Linked DNA regions of Mus musculus: all the other regions are linked to region 2. Evidence: chromatin contacts called from public HiChIP or PLAC-seq and Micro-C data. All regions are on one chromosome and are shown on one strand. Each heading gives the region's core, a stretch centred on a gene start, on an enhancer-like site or on the middle of the called end of the contact. The rest is flanking DNA. Distances are from core to core; before and after follow the strand shown. Region 1 has its middle 13 kb from the start of Gm40440. Region 2 has its middle 17 kb from the start of Daam1. Region 3 has its middle 29 kb from the start of Gm40440.

Region 1 (3,194 bases), core at 531-3,030, 240 kb after region 2:
ATACTACAGAGCCATAGTGACAAAAACTTATGGAATTTGTTGCAGGGTATATGATCACACCTAGAACCCAGAGATTGTGTTATCTACTGGAAAAACCTGTTTTTAGTTGTGGTGTGGCCCAGCCTTATCATACACCTTTAATCCAAGATTTTTCTGCTTAAATATTGTAAGCAAGATTAAATAAAGTCAACCGTAGGTCAAGAGGCAGAGTAAGCAACTAATTGACAGGAAGTGAACATAGGATTTTTAAGACAAAACTACAGAGAGTAAGAGGGAGTCAGGAGGTCGGATAGAGAGACACACAGGAAGTGGAAAGGAAGGGACATTCAATTTGAGGGAGGTTTTTAAAGAGAGTGTAAGAGAGGGGATTTGAACTGGGACATCAGCAGAGGAGGAAAGTCCTCCCTTATTATCTAAATAAAAAAGGGTTTTAACTCTAACACAGTAAAACTCTTTACAACAATGAAGCTATTTCTACCAGGCTTTCTACAATGTCCAGCTAGGTTTTATTTGACAGATTTAAGATTAAGTGTTTTTAAGGTCAAGGTTCTGTAAAATGTTCATGTCAGTCTCATGTGCCATTTGAATGTCCCGAGCAGTGTGTAGACCAAAGCTGATCTCTGGGTGGTGTTTGTCAGCTTAGTGGCAATCCTAGCTAGGAAGAACACAGCAGTCAAAACCCAAAGATGTTCACTGTCTTCACAGAACCTGGCAGCAGGAGCCTCCTGGGGCAGTCTTTCTCAGTGGTTAGCGTTACCACAATCCAGGCGGATTCATCCTTGCAGGGCCCTATTATCTTCTTGGAGACCTCAACGATCACAGGTGGGTCACAGTTGATTGTAGAAAGTCTAAACATTTTAAATGCCATATTCAGCAGGTGTCCAAAAGGTTTGAGGACCTCCTAGTTACCTGCTTCAGACTCAAACCTGGAAACATGTACAGGACGCTAGATGAGCTTATGAAGAGGTCAGCTCAGGAACTTTAGAAAATGCCACCAGACCCCTCCCCTCCTGGGAAAGAAAGGTCATAGGCACCCCTCCCGTCCGGAAGGGAGGGGCTAATTACATTCCTCTGACCTCAGGGAGGAGGGACCAAGCACTGCGGGTAGGGGAGGCCCAGAGCTCTTAGACACATTCTGCAACCATTGGCCACCTACGTCATTTCCTAATAACCAATCAATCAGTTTAAAAATCACACTGTTCTACCAATCACATTGTGCCTAATGGCTGCTGCCTTAAGAACTGTATAGAGGCTTGCAGGACGGGCTGAGCATGGTCGTTCTCTCTCTCCATGTGCAGGGCGACCTCAACATGTTGGAACAAAAAATTCCTCTTGCTTTTTACATCGATTCCTGGTTCTGTGTCATTCACTTAGGGAGTCCCTGGTAAGCTAAGTCTTGCCAGAGTCTTATACTTATTTGTAGAATTAGTTAGTACTCTGTATGGCTACTATCTACTACTTCACTACTACGGTATCACAACAAAGTCTGTGTATACATAATAATCTTGTAGATTTGGGGGATAATATTTATACCTTAAGAAAAGTTTTAGAGACCCAGATGAAAACCAAAAGATTATGAGATTAGTGATAGTAGAATCGTCTCTTACTTTTTGTTTTCCTCTGTTCCATACCAGGTGGCTCTTCTGATATTAGACGGAGATTTTTGCATTTTCCTTTAACAAGCAAGCATGGTTTTCAAGAAAGAGAGAGCCGCACTCCAACTCCACAGCCAGCTTTAATTTTTATTTGACTTGGGACCAATAAAGATCATTTTCCATTTGTGACTGTAGAGGGCAGCAGAGATGAGCTGAAGGTGGCTGATACCGTTTGGCCAGTTTACTCTTGGGACATTTTCTCTTGATGATCCATCCTTTTTTTTTTTTTTTTTTAGATGGTTCGCCTGTCCAGTAGTCTCTAGATAACTTCGTTGGATGCTTTTATTCTCCTGGAAAATATAAAAACTAAGTCCTGCCTCAACCCTAACTCCGAGGGCTTCCTTTTTGGGGCATTTATATCTGTCCTAGGGCAAAATGGTTTTGGCAACAAAAAAAATTATCTGTCAAATAATTATTTTGAAACTTTGAAACTAAATATACCTTAGTCTGTGTAGATAAATATACCTCTATTCCCCTATCTCTTTATATATAAATTGAAGGTTTAAGGGTATTTCTTTTCAGATCACAAAGGACATTCAGTTTGAATTTCTGGCTGACTTTTGTGTGGAGAGCTTTTGGTATAGAAATTTGGAAAGTACTTGTCACGGGCTCTGGCGGAGGAAGCAGGATCAGACAGGATTATTTGCATTTGGGCCACTGCAAGGATCAAGGTAAGTCCCGGCAAGGAATGAGCGACCTTCCTTTTGTCTTGGTAATCCTCATAAACCTCCAGACCAGGGATTCCTGGGACTTAGCTTATTGCTTTGTTTGATTACTATCTGGTGTGTTCTCTTTGTTCTTTGCCTTGTTTGATTACTTTGTCTTTGATCTAAGAACTGACCCTAGTCTCTGCAAGTACCTAGAATGATATGAAAGCCGACTGGGAAGAAAATTAACCCGCTTCAGCCTCAGCACTGGCGGGAGTCAGGTTATAGTGCTGTCTAATTGTCTTTTTCTTTTCGATCCTCACTCCTTCCCTTGAGACCCTGTTGAATGACTGAGCTGGCTTGGTCACTTTTGCACGTAGATTTTAAATTTAAATCACTGTAATTTTTATGTGCCTGCCTTCGCCTCCCAAATGTTGAGATTAAAGGTTTGAACCACTGCCTGGTTATAGATTTCTTATGATAGTTATTCTTGTAGGGTTGTCCTGGTTTAATTTATTTCTACAGGTACTGACACAAAAACAGGCACATAGACTAATTAAATCCAACAGAAACCCAGAATTAAACTCGTATAGTTACAACTTGCCAAATTTTGGCAAAAAGATAAAAATACAGCCTCTTCAACAACCAGTCTTGAGAGAACTGGATATTCACATACATAAGAATGAAACTAAGTCCTCACCTCTCATTCTACACAAAAATCAATGCAAAATGGGCCAAAGCCCTTAGTGTAAGACCCAAAATGCTGAACGTACCAGGGAAAACCCACTAAGCTATAGATGTTGATGAGCATCCTGAAAGGATTGCAGAAACTTGGAAATAACTCCGAGAATTGACACATGGGATTGCATTAAATTAAAATCTTTCCCTGCTA
Region 2 (3,026 bases), core at 454-2,953:
AAAAAACCCTAAAACCTTGAGTGTGTGTAGACAAGAAAGGTCAGTAGCAAATTGCTCCTCTTGTGGTGCTCAGTGTTTCCATTTAGCGCCCACACTGCTCTCATTCTATAAACACGTGTCCAGAAAACCTTCCCACAAACAGACACTCCGGATTTCACGTTGTCCAGGCAAACCCTCTACCGAGCCAAAGAAACCGAACCCAAGCTCGTGGTAAAATGCAAGGCTAGGCACAAAGCAATGAGTTCAAGGTCTGGGAACCTGGGTTCCAGCCCTCACCAGTGTTTCTGAACTGTAAGGGGGGGGGGCGGGGGAAGGGCACCCGGCTCAGAAGCGGCAGACGAGCTTGTTAAAAATAAACTTCCATATCGGGTGTGGTGGCACAAACTTTTCATCCCACCACTCAGGAGCCAGAGGCAGACGGAGCTCTGTGAGCTCAAGGGCAGACTCATCAGTACGGGAATCCCAGGCCGGCCTGAGCTATACAGTGAGACCCTTTCTTTAAAAAATTAATAATAATAACACTGCCGCCGCCGCGGCTAATGAGGATGAGGATGGTGATGACGACGATGATAAGAGAAAGAGGAAGAAGAAAGAGGAGGAGAGGAAGAGGAGAAAAAGGAGGAAGAAGAGAAGGAGGAAGAGGAGGAGAAGGAGAAAGAGGAGGAGAAGGAGGAAGAGGAGGAGAAGGAGGAAGAGGAGACAAATCTGTTCTTCCTATGGTCATGGCAGCGCAACACCTGTAAGCCTAGCACTTGAGAAGGTAGAAAGATGTAAGTTTAAGGGTGCCAGTGTTACACAGAACGCACAATGTCCAGTTAGGTTTCTACTGCTGTGACAGAGACTATAACCAAACCAAACCAAACCAAACCAAACCAAACCAAACCAAACCAAACCAAAAACCAATTGTGGAGGAAAAAGGTTTTTTTTCACTTCACAGCTAGCCATCACTGAGGGACATAGGGCAGGAACTCAAAGCAGGAGCCTGGAGGCTGGACCTGACGCAGAGGCCATGGAGGGATGCTGCTTTCTGGCTCATGATCACCTGCCCTGGTGCCCAGTGGCACTGCTCGCAGTGATCTGGCCCCTCCCACATCAGTCGTTAACCAAGAAAATGCCTACCAAGCTCGCCAATCGGATGTTTCCTCTTCCTAGATGCGTCTAACGTTAATTTTACAACAAACAAACAGACGAACAGGACATGCATGTTCAAGATGGCATGATCTACATAACATGATCCTGTCTCAGGAAAAAAATATAAATAATTAATTAATTAATTTTGAAAACTGCCCCCGCTCTGGGCACCCTCATAGATCCCTTTGCATACTGAAATGTGAAAACCTTTGCCAGAGACTGGTCAGATCGCTGAGATTTTTCAGTTTTCAGTCAGTTCCTCATGAAAGTGCCAATCCTGGCCGACTGCAGAGTGTGGTGCCTGTGAGTCGGCTTTGAAAAAGTCCAAACACCAGAGAGATGGAATCCATTGTTCTCACTTCCACTCTCAAGGAAGAGCCGGGGCCCTTTAAAGGAGACCAGAGGCAGAAGGAAATGCTTCCGAGGGGCATTATTTCAGGTAGTCCCAGATAAGAAAGGTGGCGTGGGCTGAAGGATGAATTCCTTTCAATCCAAACTACAGAGGACACAGCGCAAACAGCCAGGCCCAGGCCTCGCAAGGACAGCAGAGCTGTTTGCCAGAACATAAATCAAATTCCCCAGAATGCAAAGAATGCTTCAGATCCATCACAAAGAAAGCCTGCTTTTGACAAAGGACTTCTCTCAGGTCCCTAAATTCCTCAGATGATACAAGGGTTCCCTGATCATCCTTGGAAATCCCAAACCTTTCTAAATGTAAAGAAACTGTTCCCTTCCTGTCTGTTCCAGGTTTCTGGCCATGGCAGGTGGAAATGGAGCAAGGAAGTGAAATACCACAAATCTCCATTAAGTTTGAGTTGTAGGACACAGAGTCCCCTCTGGGTTGACAGTTCTAGGTTAGCCGTGTTTCCCGTGGGAATACTGGCCCCACAGAGTTTATTGATCTACCTTAAGTAAGGTTAGTCTGGACTGAGACATGGGGTATGTGTAAAATATATACTGATTTTGAAGACTTTACAAACTATCTAGTGACTAATTCTTAAATTGTATTTTAAAATAATATCGTGTGTATGGTTAATCAAGATATATTAAAGTTGATTTCTCCTGTATGTACTTTTTCAAATTAAATTATTAGCTTACTTTAATTATATCTATTTTAAGGCAAAATCAGTTTAATAAAATCACAGACCTGTTTTCTAGATATTTGCTGAGGCTAGAGAAATAAGTTGCAATATTAGCTTTTAGGCTATTATTTCTTTCTATTTTATGGCCATGAGTGCTTTTCCTGTGTCTCTATAAGAGTATGAATCTACCCAATACCAGTGGTGCCTAGAAGAGGATGTTGGATCCCCTGGACCTGGAGTTACAGACAGTCTGAGCTGGTACATGGGTCCTGAGAACTGAACTTAAAAACTCCACAGGAGTAGCCGATACTCTTAACTGCTGAGCCATCTCTCTAGCCCCAACCTCAGCTAAAAGCAAACAAACAAAAAACAAAAAACAAAAAAACAAAAAAAAACTTTTAATTTATAAGCACATAAACATTTTACACATTAATGGGCTACCCCATAATGTTCCCTGTATGTATAGGCTATGTGGTATCTCCTCGAATACATATTACCACTTGTCTTTTAAAAATGTTCCTGGGCTGGTGAGATGGCTTAGTGGGTAAGAGCACCCGACTGCTCTTCCGAAGGTCCAGAGTTCAAGTCCCAGCAAACACATGGTGGCTCACAACCATCTGTAACAAGATCTGACTCCCTCTTCTGGTGTGTCTGAAGACAGCTACAATGTACTTACATATAATAATAAATAAATATATTTTTTAAGTTCCTTATTTTAATCTTTATTGTGTTCATGATGTGTGTATGGAGTGGGTACATTAGAGGACAGTTTTGTAGACTTGGTTCTCTCCTTCCACCTCTCCCTGGGTTCTG
Region 3 (3,210 bases), core at 394-2,893, 200 kb after region 2:
GTGCTGAGAGACAAACTTTCATAAGTAAACAGCTTTAGATACAATTGCAACTTCTGCTTTCTTCCTGATTGGTGGTAGTTAGGGAGTGACCTGAGGGCTAGTGCTAGGTGCAGGCTTGTTGGTTAACCTCAGGCCACGTCCTCTAAGATGGAGCCTAAACCCAAAGTAGAGTTGATCTGGCCTCTCACTACATTTAGATCTATTTTTATAGGATTGGTGATAAAATATAAGATATTTGTTTAGTTCTTCAAGTTATTTTTACATTTATTGACTTAAGTATTTATTTATTTATTTATTTATTTATTTATTTATGTGTGTGTACACCTGTGGAGGTCAGAGGACAACTTGCTGAAGTCAGCTCTCTCCTTCTACCATATAGGTTCCAGGGATCAAACTCAGGTTGTTTGAAAAGCATGGCAGTAAATACCGTTAGGTACTGAGCCACCCCACCCAGCTATACATGGTCTTTGTTAAATTTTAACTCCAGGTAGAAAGGAAACATTTTTCAGGCTGTTTCATGTGCAACATTTACCACATTCTTAAAATTTTACACGCCATCTACTCAAAATTCTAATTTAACTGGGGGGGGTTGTGTTTTATTTGCTAAATCTGGCCATTTGCATTTATAAAACTGAAATGCCTAAGGTAATTGCCATCATGTCCTGATGTTATTTTGCCCATCTGGTCACATGCCAAGGACCAGCCTAGGCTCGAGAAGGATTCTGAGAGAAGGGATGTCTGAGAGTGGCAAAAAGAAGGACTTGAAGTCACATTGTGGGTCCAAGCTGATGACCTGTGTTCTGCTTGTTATTCTAAGAGATCTCTCTGTCTATGCCCTGCTTGCTTGCTTGTGTGTGTGTGTGTGTGTGTGCGCGCGTGTGTGTGTGTGTGTGTGTGTGAGAGAGAGAGAGAGAGAGAGAGAGAGAGAGAGAGAGAGAGAGAGTCAGTCCATTTTCTAAACAGTTCTTTCTTTTTTTCCTAAGAAAATCTCTGGATAGCTCATCTCAGCTCCTAAGACCAGTCTCTTATTTTACATATCAATCCAGTCATTTGCTTCAGGTTGCCTTTTGATTATCGTTGAATCAGTTACTGCTGGCCACAGTCTTTTGATTCTTTCGAGACTGTAATCAGACTCTCTCTCTCTCTCTCTCTCTCTCTCTCTCTCTCTCTCTCTATATATATATATATATATATATATATATATATATATATATATACTGTAACTGTCTTCAGACACTCCAGAAGAGGGCATCAGATTTTGTTACGGATGGTTGTGAGCCACCATGTGGTTGCTGGGATTTGAACTCAGGACCTTTGGAAGAGCTGTCGGGTGCTCTTACCCACTGAGCCATCTCACCAGCCCGACATTTTTTTCTTAACATTGCAAAAGAATTCTGAGATCTGTCTGCCTTTGTTAAGCACAGACAATAAACTAGTTGGGTAGGACCATAGTATAGCAGCCTCTGTTCCTTTAGATTCATGAAGACCATAATATTTCATATCGCATCCTTCTATTTTGCACAGTTGAGAAGTTTTATATATATATTGATCTCATGTATCTAGAGCTCTTTCCCATAGCCTTAAGGGCTGTCCTGAAGGTCCTAGTGTTTACCTAGTGTTTTGCTGAGACATTAGCCACACCCTTGACTCCTGGACTCCTGCTGGTTCTAATTGTCATGGAGTCTTTAAAGTTAACAGGGAGGGCATTCCTTTGAGGAATGTGAAATATGTACATTATTACAGAAACAAGCCTTATGCCCACAACAGCCATTAACAGTTGTGGGGGCTCAAACCAGGGCCCTGTCCTAGGTACAGGAACTATGTCACTCTGTCCCCAACGGGGCCACACCGGGCTGGGCAGCTCTTCTCAGGCCTTTCACTCCCAACAGCCATATTCACCTTGGTGACATTTCTAGAACTGTCCATGACCTTGGCCATGGTCTAGACATTCTATAGGGTCTGGAAGATTCTGCTTGGCCTTGCAAGAAAGCAGACGTTACTAGGCAACTCTCTCTAATATACCTTCCTGCCCGCATGTGCACTGATGTAGTTAGAGCTGTGTGCTTGAAAACACTGTACCCTGAACGTGGGCTCCAAAAGACTCTCTTGGTCTGGCCATTAAATAAAGGAGTCAAAACTTTTAATTGGCGTAATTGACATGGTTGTCAGTAGCTATGTCATTTGGATCATTTCAAAATAACAATATATAAGATGACCCTGGGTTAAAATATCTCCAGTACCCAAAGAATGTGGTCAGAACTTACTCCTGTGAAGGGTGCGTTTGTCCGTGCCTGTTTCTTAAAAAGAGAACTGGATAAGAGAGAACTAACAGTTTACCTCAAAAACTAGAAAACGGGGTGGAGAGATGGCTCCGTGTTTAAGAATTCTTGGTGCTCTCTCACGGGTCTCAGATTTGGTTTCTAGCACCCTCTCATGGTGTATCACAGCTGTAACTCCAGAGGATCTGATGCCATCTTCTGAACTCAGAGGGCATTGGACACACATGTAGTGTGCATACGCACACATCAGCAAAACATACATATAACATAAAAGAATAAATCTAAACAAAATCAATTTAATTAGAAAGCAACAAAATCAAAAGAAGGAGAACAAACAGGACTTTTTTACAATGAGGTGAATTTGAAGGAGGAACCCTTGCCAGCTCCATGGTGGGCCTTTAGTTAAGGTCCTTTGTCCCTTGGACAGGGTGCAGTCTAGCAAACCTGCTAGTCTAGTCTCTACACTAGAGGCTTGCCCAGTGTCTTCTGTTAGTGTCTTTTTCTTTTCATATATTATTGAGCATCTTTATCATAATGTGCCAGGCCAGTTCAGTTTTGTCTAAAGCCCTTTATATCCCCTCATGTGTGTGTGTATGTGTATGTGTGTATGTGTGTATGTGTGCATGCGTGCATGTGTGTATGTGTATTGTGTATGTACATGTATTGTGTGTGTACATGTGTGTATATGTGTGTGTGCATGCGCATGTGTGTATGCATGTACATGTGTATAAATGTAGATGCGTGTGTGTGCATGTGTATGTGTGTATATGTGAATGTGTGCATGTGTATTATGTGTGTACATGTGTGTATGTGTATATGTGTGTGTGTATGTGTGTGTGCTGTGAATACACTCACTCATGTAGGTGCATGTGAGACCAAAATTCGATAATGTCAGATGTGTTCCACAATCACTTCTACGCCTTAATTTTTT

The links. Hi-C and Micro-C count contacts between places; a contact is called where the count stands out from the background. HiChIP or PLAC-seq counts read pairs in DNA pulled down with a chosen protein or histone mark.
Region 1: a Micro-C map of embryonic stem cells shows a contact between it and region 2, with 2.4 times the contacts expected there. The contact joins two enhancer-like sites. A contact is called at or near these places in 18 of 39 promoter capture datasets (the 3T3-L1 cell line, 3T3-L1-derived adipocytes, the HPC-7 cell line and 12 more), 47 of 484 Hi-C or Micro-C datasets (the 3T3-L1 cell line, the AML12 cell line, B cells and 29 more), 10 of 115 datasets of contacts at active chromatin or transcription factors (embryonic basal ganglia, embryonic forebrain, embryonic hindbrain and 5 more) and 2 of 9 other capture datasets (adipose tissue and embryonic stem cells).
Region 3: an H3K27ac HiChIP or PLAC-seq map of embryonic stem cells shows a contact between it and region 2, with 3 times the contacts expected there. The contact joins two enhancer-like sites. A contact is called at or near these places in 2 of 39 promoter capture datasets (embryonic stem cells and epiblast stem cells), 5 of 484 Hi-C or Micro-C datasets (bone marrow-derived macrophages, embryonic fibroblasts, group 2 innate lymphoid cells and 2 more), 9 of 115 datasets of contacts at active chromatin or transcription factors (bone marrow-derived macrophages, embryonic basal ganglia, embryonic forebrain and 2 more) and 2 of 9 other capture datasets (embryonic stem cells and pancreatic islet).

The regions. Positions count from the first base shown.
Region 1 is chr12:72,051,696-72,054,889 of GRCm38.p6, forward strand. No RefSeq gene overlaps it. Among named protein-coding and RNA genes, the nearest start is that of Gm40440, 13 kb to the left of the region's middle. Within about 2 kb of position 1,781, at least 12 of the 459 cell types and tissues checked have an H3K27ac peak or open chromatin away from gene starts, as enhancers often do. A contact at or near this core is called in embryonic stem cells, where this site is marked.
Region 2 is chr12:71,812,353-71,815,378 of GRCm38.p6, forward strand. No RefSeq gene overlaps it. Among named protein-coding and RNA genes, the nearest start is that of Daam1, 17 kb to the right of the region's middle. Within about 2 kb of position 1,704, at least 14 of the 459 cell types and tissues checked have an H3K27ac peak or open chromatin away from gene starts, as enhancers often do. A contact at or near this core is called in embryonic stem cells, where this site is marked.
Region 3 is chr12:72,009,923-72,013,132 of GRCm38.p6, forward strand. No RefSeq gene overlaps it. Among named protein-coding and RNA genes, the nearest start is that of Gm40440, 29 kb to the right of the region's middle. Within about 2 kb of position 1,644, at least 5 of the 459 cell types and tissues checked have an H3K27ac peak or open chromatin away from gene starts, as enhancers often do. A contact at or near this core is called in embryonic stem cells, where this site is marked.